Regions from separate parts of the Mus musculus genome. Here regions 1, 3, 4, 5, 6 and 7 are each linked to region 2. Evidence: chromatin contacts called from public HiCAR-type and promoter capture Hi-C data. All regions are on one chromosome and are shown on one strand. The core of a region is the stretch at or near the end of the contact, and the rest is flanking DNA. Distances in the headings are between cores, read along the strand shown.

Evidence for each region. Promoter capture Hi-C pulls out the DNA fragments that hold promoters and counts their contacts. HiCAR-type assays count read pairs that join an accessible place to other places.
Region 1: a contact with region 2 is called in a promoter capture Hi-C map of liver, with 4 times the contacts expected there. The contact joins the enhancer-like site here to the promoter of 4932412D23Rik in region 2. A contact is called at or near these places in 5 of 39 promoter capture datasets (the 3T3-L1 cell line, 3T3-L1-derived adipocytes, hippocampal neurons and 1 more), 2 of 115 datasets of contacts at active chromatin or transcription factors (astrocytes and stem cell-derived neural progenitor cells) and 1 of 9 other capture datasets (pancreatic islet).
Region 3: a promoter capture Hi-C map of liver shows a contact between it and region 2, with 4 times the contacts expected there. The contact joins the enhancer-like site here to the promoter of 4932412D23Rik in region 2. A contact is called at or near these places in 8 of 39 promoter capture datasets (the 3T3-L1 cell line, 3T3-L1-derived adipocytes, frontonasal cranial neural crest and 3 more), 4 of 115 datasets of contacts at active chromatin or transcription factors (bone marrow-derived macrophages, heart atrium, neural progenitor cells and 1 more) and 1 of 9 other capture datasets (adipose tissue).
Region 4: a contact with region 2 is called in a promoter capture Hi-C map of liver, with 2.9 times the contacts expected there. The contact joins the enhancer-like site here to the promoter of 4932412D23Rik in region 2. A contact is called at or near these places in 6 of 39 promoter capture datasets (the 3T3-L1 cell line, hippocampal neurons, liver and 1 more) and 1 of 9 other capture datasets (pancreatic islet).
Region 5: a HiCAR-type map of kidney shows a contact between it and region 2, with 2.4 times the contacts expected there. The contact joins the enhancer-like site here to the promoter of 4932412D23Rik in region 2. A contact is called at or near these places in 5 of 39 promoter capture datasets (the 3T3-L1 cell line, 3T3-L1-derived adipocytes, hippocampal neurons and 1 more) and 1 of 115 datasets of contacts at active chromatin or transcription factors (kidney).
Region 6: a promoter capture Hi-C map of liver shows a contact between it and region 2, with 3 times the contacts expected there. The contact joins the enhancer-like site here to the promoter of 4932412D23Rik in region 2. A contact is called at or near these places in 6 of 39 promoter capture datasets (the 3T3-L1 cell line, 3T3-L1-derived adipocytes, hippocampal neurons and 1 more).
Region 7: a contact with region 2 is called in a HiCAR-type map of embryonic stem cells, with 4 times the contacts expected there. The contact joins the enhancer-like site here to the promoter of 4932412D23Rik in region 2. A contact is called at or near these places in 6 of 39 promoter capture datasets (cranial neural crest, embryonic stem cells, frontonasal cranial neural crest and 2 more) and 4 of 115 datasets of contacts at active chromatin or transcription factors (embryonic stem cells and epiblast stem cells).

What each region holds. Positions count from the first base shown.
Region 1 is chr16:43,296,988-43,299,793 of GRCm38.p6, reverse strand. The region is part of intron 3 of Zbtb20 (zinc finger and BTB domain containing 20); the gene reads right to left. Among named protein-coding and RNA genes, the nearest start is that of Gm9968, 65 kb to the left of the region's middle. Within about 2 kb of position 1,398, at least 13 of the 459 cell types and tissues checked have an H3K27ac peak or open chromatin away from gene starts, as enhancers often do. A contact at or near this core is called in liver and stem cell-derived neural progenitor cells, where this site is marked.
Region 2 is chr16:42,874,042-42,876,955 of GRCm38.p6, reverse strand. 4932412D23Rik (RIKEN cDNA 4932412D23 gene) reads left to right here and starts at 1,369. Exons shown (of 4, transcript NR_040521.1): 1 at 1,369-1,524. It also overlaps a transcript of Zbtb20 not described here.
Region 3 is chr16:43,333,361-43,336,411 of GRCm38.p6, reverse strand. All of the region lies in intron 4 of Zbtb20 (zinc finger and BTB domain containing 20), which reads right to left. Among named protein-coding and RNA genes, the nearest start is that of Gm9968, 29 kb to the left of the region's middle. Within about 2 kb of position 1,716, at least 108 of the 459 cell types and tissues checked have an H3K27ac peak or open chromatin away from gene starts, as enhancers often do. A contact at or near this core is called in 3T3-L1-derived adipocytes, adipose tissue, heart atrium and 2 more, where this site is marked.
Region 4 is chr16:43,233,895-43,236,934 of GRCm38.p6, reverse strand. All of the region lies in intron 3 of Zbtb20 (zinc finger and BTB domain containing 20), which reads right to left. Among named protein-coding and RNA genes, the nearest start is that of Gm25873, 110 kb to the right of the region's middle. Within about 2 kb of position 1,539, at least 65 of the 459 cell types and tissues checked have an H3K27ac peak or open chromatin away from gene starts, as enhancers often do. A contact at or near this core is called in liver, pancreatic islet and second pharyngeal arch cranial neural crest, where this site is marked.
Region 5 is chr16:43,272,210-43,275,284 of GRCm38.p6, reverse strand. The region is part of intron 3 of Zbtb20 (zinc finger and BTB domain containing 20); the gene reads right to left. Among named protein-coding and RNA genes, the nearest start is that of Gm9968, 90 kb to the left of the region's middle. Within about 2 kb of position 1,389, at least 2 of the 459 cell types and tissues checked have an H3K27ac peak or open chromatin away from gene starts, as enhancers often do. A contact at or near this core is called in kidney, where this site is marked.
Region 6 is chr16:43,255,370-43,258,245 of GRCm38.p6, reverse strand. The region is part of intron 3 of Zbtb20 (zinc finger and BTB domain containing 20); the gene reads right to left. Among named protein-coding and RNA genes, the nearest start is that of Gm9968, 110 kb to the left of the region's middle. Within about 2 kb of position 1,530, at least 23 of the 459 cell types and tissues checked have an H3K27ac peak or open chromatin away from gene starts, as enhancers often do.
Region 7 is chr16:42,367,972-42,370,948 of GRCm38.p6, reverse strand. No RefSeq gene overlaps it. Among named protein-coding and RNA genes, the nearest start is that of Gap43, 29 kb to the right of the region's middle. Within about 2 kb of position 1,723, at least 21 of the 459 cell types and tissues checked have an H3K27ac peak or open chromatin away from gene starts, as enhancers often do. A contact at or near this core is called in embryonic stem cells and hippocampal neurons, where this site is marked.

The sequences.
Region 1 (2,806 bases), core at 149-2,648, 420 kb before region 2:
CCAATAATTGCAATCACAGCATTGTTACAATAAAGAGATCTGTGCTTTAACAATGAAACCTGAGAAGCCAGGCGAACATATACTTGCTTTGATTTTTATCTTTGTGTGCTTGAGTTTTCCATACAAAAGATTTTTAAATTGTAATAACTGACCTGTAAGAAAGTGTTTAAAATATGATATAGTTTGAATTAAACACACATACATACACACACACTATTAAAGAAAAAAAAACATACCTTAGACTTTTAGTATATTAAACTGGTAGATATCTCAAGGTTTTAGCATCCATAAATAAAGCATGAACTGAAAGTAAGATACTTATTCAAAATATAAGCAGCCCAATTCTTCAACAGGTTGTATTTGTACAGTAGAGACCAATTCTTCACTTCCCCACGCACCTTTCACCATCCCTTCATTTGGTTAAAGCCGACAGAACTACCACTGCTTCCCAGTTGGTTTAACAGTTCTCTGCAGTGTCCAGTGTTGCCCTCTGTATCATTTTATATCCACTTCAAATGCATTGTTGGCCAGACAGTAAAATGAAAGAACAAAACAAACACCCTTCTCTCCAGCCTCCTCCTTATCAGACAGAAATGCCTAGTTCCCAGAGAACTCCTTGGGGTAAGTGAAACAAAATATTTTAAGATGGAAGAAAGACTGATAGAGCACATACAAATACCACACTGTGTTTCCATCTAGGGTGGCTAACACCCTTCAATGTGAAGGAGAGAGGCATGGGAAAGAGGTGCAGCGCTACAAAGAGAAAGGAGAGAGACCAGAGAGGAGGAGAGGAGAGATTACAGAGGAGGAGGGGTGAGGAGGTGGGAGTAGAGAGAGAGTGACTGGAGAGCAGAGAGGAGAGAAGACAGGGAGAGGGGAGTGGGGAGGGAAGAGTTCTTGATGCAGCGAATGCAAAGGTGTTTCAGAGAGCAGCATGGCTCTAGGGAGGGAGGCAGGGGATGAGAATTCACAAGCTCTAGATTCATACACAGAGCTGCCATTCAGAGAAGGACCTCTACAAGGCCTTGGAATTAAGCCTTCTGTCCTGTTGTAGCATCGAGATGTTTGCTGTTACTGAGTCTGCCTTTGACTGTGCCTTGTAATGAGAAAAAGAAGGACAGAAACTCATAGTAACTGAAGTAAAAAGGAAGAGAATCATCTTCCTGAATTGTTCTTACATAAATATTATACCAGGTTGTTTTCACATAAATATTATACCAGAATATATTGCAAGTAGAAACACGTGTGCACACAGTCATCTTTCTTATCTCTGGCTTTATAATTAATTTTATTCTTAGAATTTTTGATTTTCCATTAACAAGTGAACTAGTCTCAGAATATGTTAGTTTCATATTACCTGGAAAATCCATTACATCACTGACAGTCACAAAGTCCTGTTTTAAAGCCAGTTATGGTTCTGACAATTATGGGATGTTGCTACAGGCTAGGGTAACTAGAAATGGCCAGGGATGTTAACTAACTCCTTTCTGAACAGTCTGGGAAAGGGGGAAAAAGCTGTAAGTTTTCCCATCTGTTACTTCCTTTTTGGCTGTAGAAAAGTGAAATTATGTGAGAGCTTTCAAATGTAAAGCTGTGTGTGCTTTTTCTCTCTGTCTGTGTACCAGTTATGCGACATTGCGTAACTGAGTACAGAGTAGGCGGTTAGCGTTTACTATTGATTTACTCTATGCTACCTAATGAATTCAGGACACTAAATAGAAAAGAACAGAAGGGGAGGGAACAAAAAGAGAAAGGGGATGACAGGGAGGAGAGGGCCAGGAGGGAACAGGAAAGCACTTGCAGAGGCAATTCTAAAGCAGGGATAAGGTCCTTTTTTGTCTTTTGCTTTTAATTTCCTTTGGTCCTGACGTTCAGCTATTGTTAAGGTCATAGGACAAGGTGTATGCGCTGGTGCCCCAAACAGTAATCATGGTTTTCCAAGCTTATTTCTAACACAGTTCACTGGCAGGTCCATGTGTCAAAGTACTAATGTTTCAAATTACTGAAAGCAGTTCCACTAAACTGACAAAACTTCTCTGCCTGTAGCAATTTGTCACTTGCAGACCCATTTGTGAATCTCTGTTTGTGATAACTACTGCTATGGCCCCACTAGTTTTCCTTGCTGCAAAAATTCTTTCTAAGATGCATGGGGTATTGTTAGGACAAAGATACTTCCTGTTTAGCCACATATTACTTTGCAAGGTATTTGGTTTAGCCGAACAGCCCCAAGTTAGAAGGAAATAACCAAAGTGAGGAAGAACACAAACATCAGCTGCAGAAGAAATGGAAATAACTCCTTAAACTGTGTGTCTGTAGACCATGTAACTCTGGCATACCTAAGTTGGACACTGCTGTTAGTAACTATTGCTTAGTGTTTTCCATGCTAGAAAATGAGCTCCCAAAGTTTATACTCAGAAGTGTCCATGACTTTTACTCTCCCTGTAGGTACAGGACTCTCCAATACCTGTGGGCTCTTCTAAGGCTGAGATCAACTACTAGGATAAGAAAGACAGAGGAATTCTCTTGATTAAGCACGGGATGACATCCATCCCCTGTACAGACACTATCACTGATGCCAAGAAGCACTTGCTGGCAGGAACCTGGTTTAGCTGTTCCCTGAGAGGTCCTTCTAGCACCTGACCAATACAGATGCAGACACTCATAGCCAACCATTAGACTGAGCCAGGGGACCCCAATGGAAGAGCTGGGGGAGGGATTGAAGGAGCTGAACCTCCTATTGCAACCCCACTGGAAGAACATTATCAACTAACCAGAACACCCAGAGCTTACAGAGACTAAACCATCA
Region 2 (2,914 bases), core at 120-2,619:
ACCATCAGGTGCAGGCTTCCAAATGTTTTCCCATGCCATTCAGATTTCTGCTGGAGAACTGTCTTGCTTCTTCAGACCTGATTTGACCCGGTTCGGAGTAAGAGATCATCAGATTACCGAGCTAGGTAGCGTAGCTGTACGCCATATTGTGTTTTTCGCTAATGTTTATAGTCTGTGTGTGTGCCTAGCATATGCTTGTGCAAGTGTGTTTATCAATACAACTTTTACGAAATCCCTGCCTCCTGCCTCTTCTGCATCCTTAGGAAGGGGAGGGGCTGAAGGGGGACACTGAGAGCCCCCCACACAGGGAAAAGCATTAAAACAATTAGAGGACCACATTTGAATGAACTTCAAAACCATACTCCTGTATTTGGGGATGGGGTAGGTTTTGTTATTTTGTTTTGTTTTGTTTTATGTCTCAAGGTATGAGAGAGCGTTAACTTTTTTTTTTTTTTTTAATGTTTCGGAAGGGGCCCAAAGGCTAAAGAGAGGAGGACAGGGTTCAATCCTTGCCAAGCCCCCCTGTCTACGGGTGAGAGCAAGGCAGGCTGGGCTACGCGCCCAAGCCCGGGTTCTCCGAAGCCAGTTCTCTGCGCGGGAGGAAAGCGACTGGGAGGGCGGAGGGAGGGAGAGGAGAGGGGCGGGAGCCGGCGCCGCCAACAGCTCCGGAGCCCCGGCCGGTGCCCCTCAGCTCCTCTTCTGGGAAGCCGCGACTCCAGAAGCGGGGAGGAGAGACTAGACGCAGTGGCAACGACCGGACGCCCCGCCCGGGCCAGCGGCGGACCCTCCCCGCAGGGTCGCGCGAGGCCGCCGGGCGGGCGCGAGGAGGGGCGGCGGGAGGGCGCGCGGGGCGGGGCGGGGCAGAAGCCCCGGGCTGCGGCTCGGAACTCGCGCCACGGCCCCACCCCGCCCCCTCCTCGGCGGCCCGTCACCCCCGACTCCCCGCGACTCGTAGACGCCCGGCCGCGCTCCGCACGCACACACCCCTCCCTCCCGCCCGCCCCACAACAAATTAGAGTTTTTGGCGTTACCTCCTCGCGCTCTTTAATCTTCTTTCCTCAACTCCTAAACTTCCCCCCGCCCCTACTTCTTCGGCAGAAGGCCCACATTGGGCGCCCGAAGCCGCGAACCTCTACCTTGTCCTACTATTGGGCGGCTCGCATGCCACTCGCTGCTTCAGCTGACCAATAGCGTTTGGACAGCCCTCGTGAGGTTGCCGCCCATAAACAAAATGCACTCTTCCTCCTCCCCTCCGCGGCTCCTCCCCTAACTGCCCCTTCTCTCATCTCTGTCATCTTTGATTGGCCTAGGAGACACCCAATCCGCTATCTCAAGCATCAACTGGTGAGCGGAAACTTCACTCAGAGCAGTTTTAACAGTCTATTGGTCAATGTTCTCAACTCTTCCCGCCCACCAGCGCCCTGTGTAGAGAGGCCAGCTGTCTCTGGTTATTCAGTGATCCAAGAGCTGGGAAACTATTGGTCGACAGAGGCCGTCAGACCGGACTGTAGTGATCGGTGATTGGTCAGTATAGGCACGATCAAGTTTGGTTGTTTACTCCTCCACTTCCCCACCCTCCTTTTCATCCACGTCCCCGCCCCCTCCTGACTGCTTTTACTTTCTACGCATTTCTATTTCCTCCTTTATTTATTTATTTGTGATAAACTTAAATGACCCGAGGATAGAGGCGGGACTCCAAGAGGGGCTAGAGGATGACGGGCGGCGGCCCGGGGCCAATTGTCGCGGGGACTGCGGGGTGAGGGGCAGCGGCGGCGGCCAGTGAGAAGCAGGTGTCTGCCGCGCGCCGCCTATGGAGCCGGGATGCCCCAGCGGAGGCGGCGGTTACCCGCTGTCTGGCTCGCCCAGAGGGGGAGGGGAGGGAAGGGGTTCAGTGCAGGGAGGAGGGGTGTCGTGGTCACGGGCAGTGGATGTCCTAGCGAGCAGGATCCTGGCGGTGGGAGGGACCGCTGGGCGGGAGGCGACCTGAGGCCCAGGGAGACAGAGAGGCGGGAGCAGTTTTAGGACTCCCAGGGAATGTGTTTCTACAGAAAAATACCGTGTAAAACCGTCTGCAGAGAGCCGCCCTTAATATCAATGAGGATTTATTATCCTACCGGAAAAAGCAGATTATGTTTCTTATTACTAAACGCCTGAAGTACTGACGACCCAACTGAAGCCCACAAAATTCAATATCCTGGGAGCTAGAAGGAATAAAGCAACACGGAAAATTAAATGCAGTTCAGATGCTTCAATAAAACCTTCATCTTCATCCATTTGTCACTCAGCATAGTACTCCCCAGAGCCAAATTCTAACAAATACTGGTCAGGCAAGGGCGGGGTGGAGGAGGAAGGGGGTGAGGCCTGAGGCCAGCAGGAAGCCAAGGATAGATTCCTGAAAAGAATTCCTTAAAAGGACTAAGATGGAAAAAAGAATGGCTTTTCACTCTACAAAGAAAAAGAATTCCTGCCAAAATAAGAACTAATACTTTTTAAGGAGCTTAATTTGTCACGAAAGGGATTTGTCAGAAACACCAACCATACAAAGAAACTGTATTTGTAGTATTGGTTATTAATACAGAAAATAATCTTATAGATTATAGACTTGAAAAATAGATTCTGGTAGACTTGAAGTAAGTTTAAGCCTGGATTTCACGTAGGTTTCCTTGACACACACTAAATACTTTGAACACCAAATGTTTGCTTTGACTAAGTAGAAGTCTGGCAGACCATAAGCAAAACAAAATTAGCCCTGACTTAAAAAAAAAAAATAGCACAAGGCCTTGACTTCATTAGTACATTAGGGCCTTTCTGAAGATTATGGGTGTGGCTATCAGAATCTAGAAATTGCTTAAAATATAAGAGAACTGAAGGATGTTCAAAGTAAAAAGTGCTACCGAGTGTGGATTTAAATTTG
Region 3 (3,051 bases), core at 467-2,966, 460 kb before region 2:
TTCACAGAAACAAAAATACAAGGCACTAGGGAAAGTTTCCAGGCTTCAGAGTCAAGTTACAAGCATTTCCTGAATCTACCTGTTCTGAGATGAAAGATGTCTAGGCATATACCACCAATTCTAATTCTAATATCTCCAGTTAATATCCCCCCCTGGTCTCATATTGATCTTGCTGTTGATTCTTCTCATATTCTTGGTCATTTTATTAAGAGGCAGCAAAATGGAGATCAAAGACTGCAGCAATGAGTGAGCAAAAATATTTCTCAAATCAGTGAACCTGAAACTCCTTGTCCAATTTTGGCCATCTCTCCTGCCCTTTAGAACTCTGTTTCAGTTTAATCTCTTCTAGTTTTGGCCTGTAAACCACCTACTATTATACCAGGCCTATCACGCCAGCAAATCACTGTAACAGACGGATTGTTAATTATTTGCCTTTATTTCTCAACAATATTGCAGGTGATGGATGGTGACCAAATGCACTATGAGATGAGGTCTTTCATGCACTCTATGTTTTAGTTAGGCAAGAATTTCCCCAAACTCATAGCTAACTACTGTCCAGCTCATCGGTGTACGTACATGTTCTATGTAGAAGGTTCTTCCTTTGTTATGGTTTTACAAAGGCTAGCCATTTTAAGAAACTGACTACTTCCTGTTGATCCTTAACCCTTTAGCCGTGAGAAGTCCCGAGAGTCCGTTGCAGCCTGTGACTACTGGTAGTGATCTTTACTCTCTGATCCTTCTGGTGGACCTTAGTTCTTACTGCTTTATCCAATCTTAAGCCAGCTTGTAATCAACTTAATTTTTAAAGTCTTTGTACACATTAGGTAATATTTGTTCTCTGAACTCCCAAGGGAAATGTGGTAACTGCCCAACGAGGAAGCCCTACCCTTCATTATTCAGCAACAGCTTGAAGAGTACTTTAATTCCAACCTTCCGCCCTCTGACAGCCCAGCTGCATCAAAGGCTGTGTTCCCTGTTTGTTTGTTTTTTTCCAGAAACAGAATCACCATTTCAAACTGAATCATCCATTACTAAAGGATGGACTCTAGGTCCAAATTTTAAAAACATGTGAGCCGCAGCAACTCTGAATTGAATTATGACTTATGTCAGAGTCTGGACATCTGCGGCCCCCTCTCCTCTAGCCTCTGGATCCCTGCATGCTGTTCAGGGGAAGTTGCTGGCTTCTGAACTGAAGGTTTGAAAATGAAGGCATTCTCTTTTATGGAGAATAGTCCTTCAGCGATTTAAACAAGCAGCTTTGTGATCAAAATAATTCATAAAGGAAAAGATTTATGAAGAGACTTCACGAGCACACAATGCATTTTTTAAACTTTGGTTTTTAAATAAATCTGTCAGTACACAAGCCAAGGCAACACGTCTGAATGCAGTATCAGTGGGCACACCCGGAACTCCTCTTCGGTGCTTGCCTAAGACTGGTGGAAAAGGGAAACACTTCTCTTTGTCTTCTTGTAAAATACTAGTTTAAAACAAAATTTAAAACCCAGTTCCACACAAAAGCTTTAAGATACTGTGCACATTACTACCTTCTTATACAGAAAACTTGTCTCTAAAAAATGTTTTCCATCCACTGCCCTTTCTTATTTAAGAAAATAAAAAACAGAAAAGAAAGAAAGAACGAAAGAACCCGACTTGTGTGTATCCCTCTGGCACCGGAGCCTGTTCTAATCTCCTTTATCAGGCTTGAGTGATAGCTCTGCTCCATGAGTATTGACAGGGCCGTCCTGTTTCTCAGGCTTTCGTTTCTCTCAGTTGGAGAAGGATACAGTGCATTTTCACATTCTCAAAGTCTGCAGTTGTTTTTATATAAGAAGCAATTTGCTTGGGTCACGTCAGGTCGAATGGGATGCCTGCCCAGCTCTTGGTTTTAAAGGAAAAACATACAGAAAGACACAAAAACACAGCAGTTTCCTTCATTAAATTCCACTCTACCTGCCATGGGCTTCTAGCCACAATGGAATTTCCCACCCTGGCCTAGCCTAGCCTAACTTTTATTTTTAGGGATTTTTTTTCCCCTTTAAATCTTATGAGCTTTCTTTCAAGTGAACTCTGAGGCAAGGTTTATTAAATGATAGAGTAATTGCCTGGTTTTAGAAAAACAGACTCAAGAAAAAAAAATGCCAAGTGACCTTCCATAATATTGCTTTACAACCACCCTTTGGATAATAGCCCTTTCAAAAAAAAAATAGGTTCGAATCAGCACAACAACACAGCTATACAACTTAAAATCAAACCTTGCATCCTGAAGAGAACAGGGAGAAGAGTGACTTCAGTGGTTTCCTCTATCTAACTGCATAGGATAGAGACAATTTTAGAGAAAACAAGGACATATATAATATATAGGATGAGAGACGATGGAGGGAAGGGGGTCTTTCTACTTAACTGCAAGAGAATTTTGGAGGAAAAACATGGGAATACATAAAATAATAGGAGGAGAGAGGTGGGAAAACGAGAGGGAGAGGGGGAGAGAGGAGAGGGGGCGAGGAGGCAAGGGGAAGAGGGGGAGAGAGGGGGAGAGGGGGAGAGAGGGGGAAGGGGAGAGAGGGAGAGAGGGGGAGAGAGGGAGAGAGGGAGAGAGGGAGAGAGGGGGAAGAGAGGGGGAGGGGGAGAGAGGGGGAAGGGGAGATAGGGAGAGAGGGGGAGAGAGGGAGAGAGGGAGAGAGGGGGAGAGGGGGAAGAGAGGGGGAGGGGGAGAGAGGGGGAGGGAGAGGGAGAGATTGAGATTGATTGATTTGGGCCTCTCTTTCCTGAAAGCCATTTATGCTTCTGCCATTGTCTAAGGGCAACTGATTTACTCAGTACTGTTCATGTGGATTATCTAAACTATGAAAAGCAACAGGGAGAACTTCCCAAGAAACCCAGACTAGGTTTGTGTGACATGCTTGGTTTGTGGCCTAAAGCTAAGTAGAATGATCACATTGTAGGAAATGTGCTAGCAAAGAGCCAATACCTCTGCTACTCTGTCTCCAACGCACTTTAGCAATCTATGTCTCAGCAGTAGGAAAGTTCATGGAAATGTCCTTGCCTAGAAAA
Region 4 (3,040 bases), core at 290-2,789, 360 kb before region 2:
ATAGTTATTATAAGCCTAAAATGCTATTTCGCCAGCCAATTATTCTCATCTCAAAAACAGCTTGTTGTTGATGACAGCACCTTTTCTAAGTTTTCAAAGAACATTTAATACATGGCCAGTACATACACATTATTTCTGGATGCTTTTCACATAATCTAACTGCACTTATAAAAAAGTATATCTGTTTAATATCTACATTTTATACATGAGCCTTCAACTCCTTTTATATTTCCACGCCTTTCATTTAGTTTTGAAAAAGACATTAAAGTTGTTTCTTATATCTTACAATGACCTCAAAAGTGAGGAGTCTGAGCAACATTCCAGATGAAACACACACACACACACACACACACACACACACACACACACATTTTGGTTACTATAAGAGCTAGAAGCCTAACAACAACTTCCAAACGTTCGTGTTCCTGTAGAAATCTCAACACGGACTAACTATCTAGGTCCTAATGTAAAACAGTGTTTACTTTTAAAAATCCATGCAACAGTTTCCCCACATGTGTTTGGGACACTGTTAAGACGCATCATAATTAACAGTGTTGAAAATAACAACAGATCTTTAAATCCAGTCATCGTTTTATACATAGTCACAAATATCTGAGCAAAATGAAAACTATTTTTAGGACAAAACGTTAACTTTTTCTTTTGCTGATAAAGACAAATAACTTGAGAAAACACCCTTTCCTTTTCACGACTCTCACTTTCACAATAAATGCAGCACGGAAACTAAATTCTCAACTTAGAACTATGCTGAGCTGTATAAACAACTCAGCAGACTCACAGAAACACTCCCCATCCTCTGCTTGGTCTTTCACTTCCCAGGCATACACAATCACACTTACCTGCACAAGCCTCAAACATCAGTCTATGGGTGGTTTTTTGAAATGAACTCTGTACCGATGCATTTTTCTGTGTTTCTTTCTAACCCTCGGGAATGTTAAGAATTTAGGAAGAGAGCCACAGTTTAAGAGCGCAATTATTTGCCAGTAAATACTCAATTTGCTTGTCCTGTGATTTTTCTTCTAACTTGCATATTCAATAATCCGTCCCTGACTGCGTCACGAGCACAAAAAGTCTTTTCTCTAAAGGAGAACACTTTCGCCAATCAACCTTCAGCCATGCCAGGGCACAGCTCGTCAGGGTGATTTGTTAGCTTTAATTAATAATTCCTCATGCTGGCCATTTCACAAATAACACAGTCAGAAGGCGACGCAGGATGGCTGTACTTCAGGGCGATCAAAACACAGTGGAATGGGGGTGTAGAGGAGTGGGAGAAATTCACATCTACTCAGACTCTTTCAGATTACAGTATAGAGGCCATCGCAGCTGAATTACCACACTATGTCCACCAATTTGTATTCAGATGGAAGCCATATGTTCTTCCACTTTTATCTGCTAGGGCCTCCCAGTGCCAACACCATTACTGGACAGACAACATTTACAAAGGAGGTCTCTAGCCCCGGGATTGCACAAGTTTACTGCAGGTGAAGTTGAGAAATCAGACATATACAGTACTCAGTGAGTTTGTGTAACAGCCTGGAACACAGAAGTACAAGTCGCGAGTGTCAGATTTTCTCTTGCTAGGCTGGGTGATACTGGACATTTCTGTTAGCCTTTAACAAAATCCTCAGGCCTGGACCGACCTCAAAACAGTCAAGTAACAATGGAGCGTTTGTTCAGGTAGGGCACAGTTATTGACTTCTAAGCTATGCATCGCATATTTTATTAAGGCCTAAGAATTTTGGCTGAAAAACAAAACAAAACAAAACTCTGACTTTCCCAGCTTGCTGACACAATCCACACATCTTTTCAAAGCACATCAATAACAGTGCTTGAACAAGGCACCAAAGCAGGTAGCATGTAAAGAGAAGTGAGAATTAGGAACACTGTTCCATGTGGCTCCATCACGGCGTCACTCATGAACAGCACACGGGTAGCCCTGCTCTAAAACATACACACAGTGTAAACAAGGTCGGACAACACAAAACAAAACACTAAAACAGCCAATTGCTAACAAAAAAAAAAAAAACCATTTCAACAATAAGAAATATCCCTCAAAGCAACTAGACAAGTCAGAAGCATAGCACTATGTCCATAGTTAATTTCAAAAGGCTCACAAATCCTGGAGAAAAACAAAAACACAGAGGAGATTATAGTCATGCCCCTTATCTGATGTGTGTGAAGGCAAACTCATTAATTTGTTAGATACATATTTATTGACAATCTCTTCTGTATCAGAAACTGGATAATACCAGTACTGAGAGAATAAGGGACAGGCTTTGCCTTCAAGAAGCTTATAATTTAATCACTACAGCTTAAAAGAAAACATGCACCTCTAAACAGAAAACTGTCAATGTAGCACAAACATACAAGAAAGCATGAAACAGAGCTCTTAGACATGACACATTAACTGCATCTAAAGGTAGAATTGCAGTGTCAGTGGTAGGGAAGAACATTCTACAGGCAGGCAAACCTTTGAACTTTTTTAAAAAAAACTATTACTAGAATCAGATTAACAGTTCTAGGAACTGAGGGATTTAGTGAATAGTAATTTCAGATAAATGCTTTAGATAGTAAACAGCTCAGGATTTAAAAACAAATCTATTAAGGAACAAAGTCCTTCTCAAACCATGATGACTGCCATCATCAGGATGGTATATTGCAACAATATTGGTATATCCCCAACACAGGCACAAATAAGAGTGTGCACTGTCCTTCTCTCTATCAATGCATTCCTGTTATCTCAGGCAAGTAGAGGATGTAGGCACACATCCTGTTTTCCTACTCATTTGTCTTTTGTTCACCAAATGCATACATGCATACTCTGTTTGTATTGTGTCAGAAGATAAATCATATTTGCATGGCTATTATAAGAAGGGAAACTATGTATTTACTTAGTGGTCACAGATACATTCTAGTCAGAGATCACATGCTATGTATTACAAATGATTGCAAATGATAAGGGGGTGGGGTGGGGAACGGTCTATCCTAACGTGGCATCTAGAGCTTGTAAATCCTCTTGGAA
Region 5 (3,075 bases), core at 140-2,639, 400 kb before region 2:
ATGAAGACATTCCCGAGTGAGAGGAAGTAGCCTCAATATGTTTTCAGTGCCAGATGGAATCCCAGCTCCAAGGGGAAAACAACCACAACAACATGGAGACTTTTTTTTTCCCAAAGAGAACACAATATTCTCTTGTAGTATCTTGTCTTCTGCTGTCTATAACTATAGCTTAAGTTCATTTGTGGCTCAGGAAGAGAAATAGTCCCCTTAAAAATGTTATCAACACATCTAGTCACTGGTACCACAAAACAGCTCAAGGCTGCCTAAAGCCAAACACTGCCCAAATAAGCCATCAAAAGGATCCCAAACTCTTAGATGAGCTATGCCACAAAAAGAAGTAAAGATTATTATTCTTTGCTTTCCTTTTTTTTTTTTAAACAGGATTTCTGTTTCTTGTTATCTTGGAATTCACTCTGTAGCCCAGGCTAGCCTCACACTCTGAGATCTGCCCGACTCTTCCTTCATAGATCTGGCACAATGGTTACTTTTTAAGAGGAGAAGAATGGGCTCAGGAGGAGGCTAATAGGGTCAGGGAGGAAGAGAAAGAACAGAAGGAGGAGGGGGAGGAAGAGGAGGGAGAGGAGGAGGAGGCCAGGACCGTGCTGTTCAGAGACTCCTAGCTCCCTTCTCTGCAGGCCCTTGAGTCCCTAACAAAGGTTTTTCTTTTATCTAGACTGAAACACATATTCCATTTTGGGCCTTGAAAATACCAGCACAATTCCCAGAGTTAATCTTTTAATTATAGATGTATTTATTATTATTATTTTGGTGTGTGAGCTGTTTCACTGTGTTAAACTTTAGCCATATTAATCTGGAGTTGGGAAGAATCTCTGATTGTCAACTAGCAAGTTTGTAAACAGTTTTCTCATAGGTTAAATATTACGTTGGAAATTTTAACTCACAACTCTCAGCAGGCAGGAGTGAAGAGGTCAGAGGGAAGGGGGGAAGGCTTTTCTGTCTGTCCTAATCAGGCTTGCTTAGGAGAGGATCCAGTATAAAGAGAAGCAGTTGTTGGTAGCCTGATGATAAGTGGGAAGCAGAGGGGAGGAGTGCAAAGGCAACAAATGAGCCACATGGTGCTTATCACCATGATAGCAAGGCTTACAACAATGAAGTCTTGCCTCATGTGAAAGGAAACTCATGGGGATATGAATATACTCACGTTCAGGAAAATTTGGGGAGGATATGCATAAAAAAACCTAACTTCTTTTGTTTGTTTGCTTGCTCCTTCCTTCCTTTTCTCATGCACCCTGTCCTTCCCTCTCTCCCTCCCTGCTCTAGCCCATCAACAGAGAAAAGATACCCAATGAATGCTGGATGGCTTGCTCACACTGGCTACTACTCACTCTCACCTGTGGCCACCCAGGCAGTCTCCACTGGAAACAATGAAAGGAACGCTGCTGATCTGCCTGGCTTGTTTCCACCAATAGTAAAACAAACATCAAACGACTGCCTACAGTACTGAAATGTTAAGGAATGTGATTTTAAGTCTGAGGCTCTTCCATAACTGTTCACCAATTCATCTCCAATTAATGGAACTGTATTGCACAGGGAGAAGTTCACCCAAGCATTAGACTAAGTTAGAAAGTCTTCCTGTAACTCGGTAGCTTAAGCATGATAATATGTTCCGGTTGGGGCTTTTGACTTAAAAATATCCATACATAATATCTAGGTGGTCTAAAACTAGATTTAAATCTAGGTCTAAGTCTGCACTATCTTACTATCTGAGGTGTAAGATACAGCTGATGGCTTTACCATGCTATTTCGGGGTCATGTAGGAGCTATTGAGAGGCTTCCTGTTAGTTGTTAAAAACAAGTGTTGCTTTCTGAATTACAAAGCATACTTTAAATGCATGGTTCCAGGGGATAGCTTCAGGAAAGCCTCCACTTGCCATATACAAGTAGGTGGACAGCTATTTCTTCTGCAATGACATCAGCCACTGCTACCTTTCCTCAACCAGCACTGTGATGAACCCTCACAAAAAGTCGATTCTTTCTCTTTCCATGTACTCTTAGAAAGAAGGAGGGCTTCTTCACACTGTCACTTGAGATTCTAACTTACCCACCTACTGTAATCTGCCCCATGCACATGTCCTGTGGGGTGCTGGAGCTTTAAGAAGCAGAAGGATGGGTATGCAGGACTCCAGTGGTAGTTCTCCTGAGCTACTCCAAGCTGGGCTGGAACCTTTTAGTAATATAGCTGCCTTAGACCTATGTTCTAAGAAGTCATTGTTTCAATAAGCTGGACATGGGTAGAAGCTTTTCTTTGGTCTATTGGGGCTCTATCTAGAGTAAAGAGATGTTTCCCCGTACATCCCAAGGAAACATCATAACAACGTACAGAAGAACAAGGGCAAATGATGTGTGTGAGTCCTGTAGAAGAGACTTGTTATTTACAAAGCAAGAGAAAGGTAGAAATGGATCTTGAACAATTCTTCAATATGAGGTGCATTTTGTTTAAACTCAACAGATATGATAAGAGATCATTAAGACTCACTTCCCCTCATCTTCCCTCCTCCCTCTCTTTCTGGACAGAGTCTTATATTTAGCCCAACCAAGGTGGTCTTGATCTCCTTAATTCCTTCCTCAGCATAAGGTTGAGATTTCAAGCATGTACCACGATGTCCAATACCCATTTTTTAAGTTTTGATACATGAAGGCATGCTTATTAAAGAAATAATTACTAACATAGATTATACTTTGCCTTTGTGAAGCTTTTATAACTTATAAGATGTTTCAACATAACTCATCTTTTCCTTTCAACAGGTCTCATATCTTTTTTGATAGCTAAGGTGTTATCCCTCCAGTGCTGAGGGAGGAGGAAGACGACCCTTAGATTCCATAGGAATATGCAAGCTCAGAGAGTGGCAGAGGCTACAAATGCAAAGGTTTTATTTGGTAGTTTTTGGAGAAGATCAAGGAAGAAGAGATGTTAAAAAAATTTTAAATGACATATATAAAGCATAAAATTCAAATTAATATTGAAAAAGAGAACAAGGAAAAAACTCCATATTTTGAGCACTTACTCATTTGACATTCATTTATCCTGTACCAAAAACCTCTGGGATCTCTGAC
Region 6 (2,876 bases), core at 281-2,780, 380 kb before region 2:
TAGAATTCAAAGTATCAGAGGTGAGTGTTATAATTTACATATATAAAGAGGGTTAAATATGTTTTTTGAAGGCCTCAAATTAAAACTCTGGCATTTGGAAGAAAAGATATTAGGAGAAAAATGGACTATTCGTACTTATTGTATGTTTCAAGACTTTTGACACCATGGGGTATTTTACTGTCCATAAAAATAAAAAGGCTGAAGCTTACATAATAATTCAAACCTAAGTTTCCATTTCTTTATTTATTCACTTTGATAATATTACTACTTTGCTTTCTAATGCTCAATATAGCAAATAATTTGAATTTATAAAATGAACATATCATAAGAGATTATTATTTCAAATGTAAAGATACAGTAAGGCTTAGTTACAAATGGCAAATCTGCTTGTACTAAATAAGTGAATAAACATTTTCTGCAGATGTTCTATGTGTTCCCTCTATCTCACACTGCTGGCTCCAGGCTCTGTACTTCCTATTCATTGAGTTGACAGTTTAGAGCACTGTATACTGCAGATGTATGAGACCAAATCAGATTTAATGTATTGGCTGCTAAATCTTTCAGGTTTAAATAAAGTGATACTTTTTCGTTGAGGAACATTAAATATCAAAAGGTGGCCACTTTGTCTTAAATTCATTCAGTAGATGAAATTTATCTAAAAGTATCAGAGTTTCTTATTTTAATATATTAGTTTATGATTTAACCTTTGGTAATTAAGAAATATGTCAATGGAAACATCTTTAGTCACCTAGAGTCATATTGGTTAAATGAACATGTAATTTATAGATACAAAAGTGCTGCTTATTCTCTAAAAATATGTTACATGAAGAACCTCAGATAATCCCCCCTTCTGCAATGTCAATAAACCAAAAATGACTATCTGCCTTTGAAGATGAAACCTTCCTAATTTGAGGAAAGAATCATTTCTCAAAATGTTTACTAGTCTCTATAACAGTATACTTTCAAGTGTTTATAGCAGTGAAGGGTGAAGCATATTACTTTGAGCTCTTTCATGAGCTTTCTCTAAAGTAAGATAAACCAGAAAAGATACTACATACACTGGAAGGAACCATGCTGCAAAAGTTAAGAACATACCTTAGGTTTCCATCCTGGCTCTGCATTCCTCTTGCTGAATTCTTTCATGGCCTTGGGCAATACTCTTAAACTTGCTAAGCCCTGGTTTTCATTGGTTCAGCATAGTGGAAATAACAGAAAACGTACTCTGAGGAATTTGTAGTAAAGAAAAATTAGGCAAGGAATGCATATTGCTCAATGTATTGCCTTACATATGAAAAACTTGGAAAGACTATCAAATGTAATGATTAACAAATTTATACATCTAAACCGTGGTTTCTTTCTTGTGGTTACCTTTTAGGATCAGATTTTTAATAATCATTTATCTTTTATTTGGTTATGATGCTTGTTAAGGTTACTTTTTCTTTGATGCTAAAATGTTCTTTGACTACTATGTCTTCATCTCTGACTCATTCATCAGAGATGCAAGGGGTCATTCAGTTTGTCCTGAACTCAGCTTTCTGGCACTGTTGATGCTGCTTTCTCATTTTACTCAGCAGTTTAAGAACTAAAACTCAAAGATGAACCACTATGCAAATTTATTGGGACTAACACTTACCCAAACTGAGCAAACAAAGAATTATTAAAAAGTAAGCCCACCAGCTCCAGGTGCAGTGGCGCATGGCTAATCCCAGTGGTGGAGAAGAAGAAACTGGACTATCAGGAATATAAGGTTACCCTCAGCTACATAACAATTGGAGGTCAGCCTTGGCAATGGGAGACTGTCTAAAAAAGGAAAAAACCAATCTCAGCAGAGGAGAGCAGCTGATGACAGCAGCTGTGAAATGCTACACACAGTGGAAATCAGTGAACCCCAGAGGAATATACTAAGAAAACTGGAAGGCCATGAAACTTACATGATTTACAAGAGAAGACCAAGCTTAATAAACACTCCGAAGCACTGAAGACTGTGAGAGCCAGGAAAGTCAGTTCTGGGTAAAAGTCTGGACTGAAAGGTCTGAGGGCGTCTGATCATAGAGAAAGTAGAGCTGAGAGAACAACAAGAAGTTTTCCCGTATAAAGCTTCTTTAGTGCATAAGTTACACTGTGGGGACAATATCTGTGAATATACCACTGTGGATGAAGTGCCACACAAATCCCGAGGTTCCATGGCCACAACAGTGTGGGGGATACTCTCTTTGTTCTTCCTTTTACATGTCTATATTTTATTATTTTAGGAATATGAGTGTTTTGGTACACATTTGTATGTATAGCACATGCCCACTTAGTTCCTTGAGGAGATCAGAAGAGGGTCAGAACGGGTGTTACAGATGGCTGTGGATCACACTGTGAATGCTGGGAATCAAACCCTGGGGTCCTCCTCTGCCAGAGCAAAAAGTTCCCCTAATCACTGAGCCACCTTTCCTTAGTCAAGGATAAAGCTTTCAAAGAGTCAGTGCTAGAAACTCACAAAGAATGTAAATTAAAATGAGTACCCATGATGGCAGATAGTGCCAATGGATTATAGACACAAAAGTTTTTCTTAGATAGGATACTAAGAATTTAGCTTCTTAAACACATGTCATAAAGGTAACAAAAGCAAGATTGTTAGTTTATGGTTTAAAAATTTTTTAAAAAGATTTTTTTTGTCCTTTGCTTGGATATGGATCCGACTCTTCAAAGAGTACTAAATTCACTTAAATTTTAAACCAAAGATTGGCAAGGACATTGAGATGGTAATGTAACATCATGCTTGAAAGAATAAACTATCAAAAGAACAAAAGCAACTGAAGTGGAACAAGCAAACTTATCACGAGTCATGGAGGTTTCTGCAGTATTAAAACTACTACTAAACATGAGCA
Region 7 (2,977 bases), core at 474-2,973, 510 kb after region 2:
TCTCCTGAAGATTTGTATTTTAAGAGAAAGCAAAATGGGACAGTGATAAAAATGGACCAATCCTTCAAGTGGGAGCAGATCACTAGGTTTGGAGGCGGGCAGAAAATCATATTTCAGGGATCATAAGGCCTACATCCTGGCATAGACTAGTGAACAGAAGGATTCACAAACATTCAAACTAAGCTCAAAGAAACGCACATGTGATTCTGGTTCTGATTGGCTCAAATAGCCCTACTTGTCTCACAGGGATGAATCCTCCTAAGTCCTGAGAAATAAGGAACTTCCTGCATCTCTAGGCCCAGGTCAGGTCTGCTTTGTCTCAGGAAAGGCAACCAATCAGAGCACATGATCTTCTTGGCAACTTCATGTCCTGCTCAGGTACAACCTTTGTCTGGCACATATCAGCCAGTCTATGGTGGCTCTCAAAGATTCACAAGCCTAGGATTTCTGTTGCGCTCAAATAAGCAGAACCTGCTCTCTGAGCCTCTCAGCGATGAGGAATCATCCTTTCTGACCTCCCATTTCGAGTATAGAAATGCAGACTGCAACAGAAGATCTGCAGAGAGGAGGAGGTGAACTAGAGAACGTCACCATGGTAACATCTCTTCCCAGCATCATTTTTTTCCTCCGGACCAAGCCCATCTCTAAAGCAATCCTTTCTGGAGCTATAGCCCTGTGAAGAAAGGGCCATGCATTTGCAACTCCCTCGTGTGTCACACTCAAGTGATCTCTCTGCCCTCCTCCAATTCACAAGCCTCTGCTGTGAGTCTGAGTGTTTATTTACTATTCTGTTAGGCAGAAGGTTTTTGAGTTCCTTTACACTAATCAGATGCCATGCTTTAAGTCCCTAAACAGAATATAGCAAGCTTTAGGGCTTCATCTTTTAATCATGCTTTTCTCTTCCTATATTTTCAGGGTCTACTCATGCCTAGTACATACACAGTGGGCACTTAGTAAATGGAAAAGTCTAATTTGAAAAATAAGGAATGAATACATAGGTTTGCGTGAAAGCTGGCAGTTTTAGTATTATGTATAGATACTCATGATCATGTGGCCAGATGTTAAAAGAGAGCAACTGAATCCCCACCCCTTGACTATACACTGGACTCTAACTGCAGCCGGAGAGATAGCTCAGTGACTAAAAACACTGTTGCTCTCCCAGAGAACCCAGGTTTCGATTCCCAGCACCCACAAAGCAGCTCATACCGTCTGCAACTCCAGTTCCATGAAATCTGACACCCTAGCCCCCAGATTGGGCAGCACCTTCTTATGGTGACAAATAGAAAGAAGGCCAGGGTGGAGGTGACTGGGGGTGGGTAGGGTTAGGTGGGGGTGGGCTGTAACAGACTGATCTTGCCTGCCCATCTTTTGTTTTGTTTTGTTTTGTTTTCGAAACAAGGCCTCAGTGTGTAGCTCTGACTGCCCTAGAACTCATGATGTAAAACAGGCTGACCTTGAACTCGAAGAGCTCCCCCTGCCTCTGCCTTTGTAGCTCTGTGTTCACGCCCTCTGGTTGCTGCTACTGATGCTGCATTTAGCAATTGTACTTAATGTTACCTGGATCTCACAAGCCATTCTCGTCTCATCTGTTCGTTTTTAATTTTTTTTCTTAAAGATGTTGCTATTTTGTTTTAAATTATGTGTCTATGTATGTCTGAGTATGACCTTATACATATAAAGCACAAAGCCTACGGAAGCCAGAATAGGTCTTTGGATCCCCTGGAGGAGGAGTTACAGCTGGCTGTGAGCCGCCTAACACAGGTGTTGGGAACTGAACCCAGATTCTCTCAGCAAGGGTAGAAAATGCTCTTAGGTATCCTGAAATATCTAAATGTCGAGTGGGCCGGTGGAAGTCCACGTGTTCCTCCTCCTCATGCCAGTGTTTCTCATTCATACAAATGACCTTACTGCTGAAGTCTTTGCCACTGTGCGAGGCTTATGCCACCTGTTCTTGTAATCAAGGAACTATTCACAAATAACCAATTTCACTAAATTATCAGAACAGGGAAAGCAGCTCTCATCAGCAGCCCGTGTTCCATGTGGATAAGAACTGAGGACTTCCTCTTCTCAGACTGTCAATGGCATCTGAAGATTCTCACTAGGAAAAAGGAACAGGAACAATAAGGATGATGAACAAGGAAAAAACAGAGAGGAAATCTCGTAGACCCCACGAGTTAGCTATGGAAGGCCTGTGTAACACTGATTGGCATATCACACAGACAGAAGCTCACGGGCAGCACACTGCCATGTAATCCTGAACCCAGATATGTTTCTGCAGATGGGTGTGTAGCCATGTTGTCAAATGACCATTTGAAAAGGAAAAACATTAAGCAAAGCATGCTTTTTCTGCTTATATAACTCTTTAGATCTTTTATTTTTCTCTATTCTACATTACATGTATACCTTTTTGCCATATTTCACAGGCTAGCACTCAAAGTGAAAAAAAAAAACTTAAAATAATTTGTGTGTGTGATGACTGTTCAAGATTGGTGTGTATGTGGTACTAGGAACAGAATGTAGGGTCCACTTTTATAAATTCAGTCCTTGAGCAGTTCCTTGCCATACACGTATGAATGAACTAATGAAGTGTTAATAAGCATGACTGTAGCAGAGGCTTGCTATCTGCTCTGTGGGCTTCTCTTTTAGAAATTTTGATTTGGAAGTCATTGATCATATTATAAAGTACCACACATTAGAAGCTGGAAAAATGAGAAGGACAGGTAGAGAATAACCTCTGGGGCCCAGCTTGTATACCCAACTCTAGAGGAGTTCCTAGTAGACTACAGCCAGTTTGTGGCCTCAGAAGTGTATGCTCAGAAACGCCAGTAATTCCCCTCCAAAAGAACGAACACACAACTACTACAAAATAACTAATTGTTGATGTTTTAATCCACTATGTTTTGGTGTATATTTCATTTAGCAGTAAGCTAGTGTTTAACATAGCAATGGGTACCTATAAACTGAATGTTGCTAGAAC